Linked DNA regions of Gossypium hirsutum: region 2 is linked to region 1. Evidence: chromatin contacts called from public Hi-C data. All regions are on one chromosome and are shown on one strand. The core of a region is the stretch at or near the end of the contact, and the rest is flanking DNA. Distances in the headings are between cores, read along the strand shown.

Region 1 (2,700 bases), core at 129-2,628:
AAACATGGATGAAATTTCAAAAGGATATTCAGTTATTCGGTTGAACAAAAAATCGAAACCCAGCAAGGTATGGCACGATTTCTCGAACTCCCAAACACGAAATATTGCCTTATTTTGAAAAACTTTCAAATAATCAATTTAAAAACTGGCTCCAAATGGTTAAGAATAGGAATGAGCCGACCAATACCAATTAAAACGTTGGAATTTGAGTCCTGATGCTATGATATAAAAAAACAAAGTTACAAACATGGAATACAGATTAAATATTATAAAATTAAATAACCGTAATATGAAATTTGAAAGGAACGAGTTTGGGTGCATACGATGGCGACATATCATACATCATACAAATGCCGACATTAATATTCGAAGGCTAATGAATTAAAAGTAAATTTTAATGAAATATCAAGCTTAAATAACATGCAACAAGCCTTAAAATAAATAAACAAATGAATGATATACAAGAAATGAAATTTGGAATCATCAATATGCAAACAAACAATTATATATAAAAATCTTGAAGTAAGTAATATATATGAAAGTTTGAAATAGATAAAAAATAAACATAAATAATATATGAAATAGTAACATATAAACAAAATCTCAAAATAAATAATAAAAAAATAGTAAGTGATATATGCAACAATATATGTTAATCTAAATAAATGATATACATGAAATAAAAAAAATTCAGTGTAAATAAAGTATATATATAAATACTAATATATGAAAGTTTTTAAAATAAATGAAATATATAATTTATGATAGGGTCCTTTAAAGAAAGAAATTATATATATAAATAGATTTAAAGGAAGATATATATACATATATATATACACGTAAATACATTTAAAAGAAAATATTTACATAAAATAATATGAAATCAATAATATATATTTTGAATAAAAAATAATTATGTAAATGTATGTATAATAGCATTAAATTAAATGTCATGTAAATCTTTAAAACATAGAAGAATATAAAGGAAGATTTAAAAAAATAGTAAAATAAAACAATTGAAAAAAAAACGAAAATGAATGTATAAAATGACAAACTAGAACAGTGCAAAATCAAGAAGACAATTCAAGATGATATGTTAAAACAATCTCTAAAGGATGAATAATAAATAAATTTTAAAAATAAAAGGAGTAAAAAACACAAGCTGATGATAAAAAAAACAAAAAAAAACCAATTGAAATAAAAATAAAATTAAAAGGACAATTTACAAATAAACAAAAGTAATAAAACAGAATTAAGGATTTTAACATAACGCATACAAACAAAAAGGAATTAAAAGCACAATTAACCCAGATTCTTGAACGCAGCGCTTCAACGTTGACCAAACTGTAACGGTGCATAAATCCCAGGGAAGATTTGAAAAAACGAAAGTCATACAAAAATGGCCTAATCAAATGAGGACACAAAAACGAGGAACCAGTTGTGAAATTTACCCATTTAGGGTGAAAATGCACAAATTCACCCATTTAGAGCGCCGTTTGATTTGTTTCTTTTTTAACCAAAAAAAAAATCATTAAAACTCATTTACTGCTTAAAAACAAAGGATATTCCATCTTTGAACCACCCCTTGTTCTTCGACAGATCAAAGAGAAGCAGCTCAACCGCCATTTTGAGCCAAGCTTCGATTTTAGAGAGGGCTTCTCCGGGCCACGTCGGTGGGTTCAGGTAAGATCTTTCTCCTTTTCCTTTTTTATATTTTCGTATGTATGGAAAGAAATAAAAAAACGAAAAGAATGAAATTTTATGTATCTTTTGTATTTCGTCTCCCCTTTTACAATGATTTTGTTTCGGCCTTTATAGCTGAAAAGGAAAAAAAACAAAACAACTTACTCCTATTTCGTTGCACTTTCTGGTACTGCTTCCTATTTTTTCGTAGGTATGGAGGCGCGAGCGTAACACCTACATGGAGCGAACGTGGAGGCGCGAAATGCGGGTGTGGTGTGAGGGTGGAGGCGGCGCCGGCCAAAGGGAGTGCCTAAGTGCTAGGGTTTGCTGTTTCTGGAAAAAAACTTTGGGCCATAGTATTGGGCTTAAGGTTTTGGGTTAGTTTGGGGTTTGTATTGGGTTTGTTATTTAGTGACTTGGGTCGGGTAATTTTGGCTCATTACAAAGTTAATTCAATTTAATAACAAGAGTAATCAATAACTCAATCCTCCATTGATTCATATAAAATATAATATTTTTCTTATTCACAATTTCAATATGATATCCATAATAGTGAATATATTTGAAAACTAATGGATTAATCATCACAAATTTTGTACTTTTTCAATATTGATATATTAGCTTTTCTAAAGCTTTCAACTAATTTTGTATTATCAAATATTGTAATAATATTTGTTTGTTTCAGTACTGAATAAGATAAATATTTTCTATCTGTAATGATAGAATTCATTACTACATTCTCATATATTTCTTCGAAGAATATTAACAGAAACAAAATATTTGAGCATACAATAAAAATTATATTCACTTTTAATATTAATATAAAACTTAAAAGATAAGTATTTTAAAAAAAAATTAATTGTATTATGTATATAAGCATTCTAAAAAAATTTTTAATTTCCTTTCAAAAATTTTATTTTTATTTAATAAATTATTCTCATTAAATTCACATTCGCATAAAACATAAATTAATTTAAAATTTCAAAAGAACTTCTATAAGTAAAAGAATCATGGAAT
Region 2 (2,700 bases), core at 57-2,556, 770 kb before region 1:
GTAAATTGATTTTAATATATCCCGTGCAAAGGGACATCATCAACAGAAATGTTTAACTGCAATTGACAACAAAAGAGAGTTTGGTTGCTCCAAAAAGTCAGATTTAACAACTTTGAAGACTCCGTCGACATGAAGAAAGACAAGTAAGGAGCACATTCACTTTCCCATTCCAATACATTAAGTAGTAGAATCAAATTTCTTGGAAGATACTTCAATTATATTTAAAAAGTCTCTTTTAGGTATTTTTAATAACAAATTGTGTGACTTCATTTTTTAAAAAAATTAATTAATATTATGCATTAATTTTTTAGCTCGGGATCAATTTCCCTCGATAATATTATTTTTAATTAATGTAAAAAATAAACAAAAATAACAAATAATAATAGTACGTTTTTTTATTCAATTGTATTTATGATTTCTGGTTGTATTTGAATTTAAAATTTTAAAATTTATGATTTTATAAAAAGGGTTAAATTAGGATTTAGTTCTAAAAGAGTCCAGGGTTGTAAAATTTTATACAAAAAATAGATTAATTTTAGAGTTAAAAATAATAATAGTTAATTTGATATTTCTTGTTGTATTATATTATTCGCAATGTTGTTTGAACTGAATTAGATCGGTCAGTCGGATTAGTTTAGAAAGTGATTTTGAACCAATTAAATCGAAAATCGGTATGAACTGATTGAATCGATTAAAAATAGTTGACTTGACGATTGAATCAATTGCTTGACTGATGAATCAATGACTTAACCGATTCGACTACCAGTCCAATTTAAAAAAAACATTAATTATTCATTTACTCTAAAAAAATATTGTTGGATCATCATAATGTAAATTAAAATCTAATATAATTAGTTAACAGTAAGAATTTTGGGATTAATTTCAGCATAGGACAATCTTAGGAAAAAAATATTTATGAAGAAGAAGGAAATAACGCGAAAGCTTCTTGATGTAATTGATTGAAGAAAGCGACAAAAAATGTTATCAACATCAAATCTGATATAAAACGAGGAAATAGAAGCTTAAAGACCAACCAATCTATCATCAGAGCTATGATTAGCGTGGTTGCCGGGGTAAAGCCACAAGGCCGACAAGTTGACTAATTCAACACCAAACATAGGGCATGAGATGACTTAATCAAACACAAAATCCAAGTCAAGTCAATTATATATATATTAGTTAGATAGATATTGATAGAAAAAATGAAGTAAACGATATTATACATACTAATTATTTAACATTCCCTTTTAACTAATATATATTTGGACTTATTCAAAGTCAAGCTCACCTTATAAGACCTGCAATTGGTAAGAAACCTTCAAAAAAACGTATAGACGTGATATTAAGAACAAAATTTAGGTGACCAACTCGACTGGCCAAAGTTGGAATTGTTCGTCTCAATGGCCGAGCAACTACACTTCGTGTTGATCCCGCTCATGGCGCAAGGTCATATGATTCCTATGATTGACTTGGCCAAGCTTCTTGCAGAACGAAGGGTGATGGTAAGCTTAGTCACTACGCCCCACAATGCGTCCAGGTTCGACTCGGTCATCCAACGAGCTACCCAATCAGGGCTTCAGATCCAAGTAGTGAAAATCCCATTTCCATGCCGGGAAGTCGGACTCCCTGTGGGATGCGAGAACCTTGACACTTTGTCTTCCAGGGATCTATTGAAAAGGTTCTACAATGCACTCGGAATGTTGCAAGAACCATTGGAACGATTCCTGGAGCAACAAAAGCCGCTTCCCAGCTGCATAATATCAGATAAGTGTCTTTCCTGGACTTCCAAAACTGCTGAAAGGTTTAACGTTCCCAGGATTGTTTTCCATGGGATGGGCTGTTTTTCATTGCTGTGCTCTCACAATGTGAAGCTTCACAAGGCTCATCTTTCGGTTGCTTCGGATACGGAACCGTTCGTGGTGCCGGGATTGCCACAAACGGTGGAGATAACAAGGGCTCAACTTCCTGGAGCATTTGTTAGTCTGCCAGACCTGGACGATGTTCGGAACAAGATGCAAGAGGCCGAAATGAGTGCTTTCGGTGTTGTCATAAACAGCTTCAATGAACTAGAGCAAGGGTGCGTGGAACAGTACCAGAAGGCTATAAAGAAAAAGGTTTGGACCATTGGACCGGTTTCTTTATGCAACAAGATGAACTTGGACAAATTTGAAAGAGGAAACAAAGCATCGATCAAGGAACAAAAATGCATGAAATGGCTCGACTCGAAGGAACCAAGGTCAGTTATTTACGCTTGCCTGGGTAGCCTATGCCGTCTAGTTCCAGCACAACTAATAGAACTGGGGTTAGGTCTAGAAGCATCACAACAACCATTCATTTGGGTAGTCAAAACAAGCGATGAAAGAGCTGAGGAGCTAGAGAAGTGGTTTTCAGAGCAGAAATATGAGGAGAGGATCAAAGGGAGGGGGCTTTTGATCAAGGGTTGGGCTCCACAAGTTCTTATCTTATCCCACCCTGCAATAGGAGGGTTCATAACTCACAGTGGTTGGAATTCAACCATAGAATCTGTATGCTCCGGGGTTCCAATGATAACATGGCCTCAATTCTCGGAACAATTCTTTAACGAAAAACTCATCGTCCAAATTCTGAAGATCGGAGTTGGGGTTGGGGTTGAAGTCTCCGTTAGATGGGGTGAAGAAGAGAAACTGGGGGTGTTGGTGAAGAAACATCAAGTTGAGAAAG

The links. Hi-C and Micro-C count contacts between places; a contact is called where the count stands out from the background.
Region 2: a Hi-C map of leaf shows a contact between it and region 1, with 2.2 times the contacts expected there. The contact joins the promoter of LOC107948120 here to the promoter of LOC107931520 in region 1. A contact is called at or near these places in 2 of 34 Hi-C or Micro-C datasets (leaf and seedling).

Annotation. Positions count from the first base shown.
Region 1 is chrA04:63,144,753-63,147,452 of Gossypium_hirsutum_v2.1, reverse strand. It overlaps LOC107931520 (vacuolar protein-sorting-associated protein 37 homolog 1), which reads left to right and starts at 1,378. Exons shown (of 8, transcript XM_016863430.2): 1 at 1,378-1,683; 2 at 1,895-2,700.
Region 2 is chrA04:63,918,262-63,920,961 of Gossypium_hirsutum_v2.1, reverse strand. It overlaps LOC107948120 (UDP-glycosyltransferase 73D1), which reads left to right and starts at 1,306. Exons shown (of 1, transcript XM_016882589.2): 1 at 1,306-2,700. The coding sequence starts at 1,401.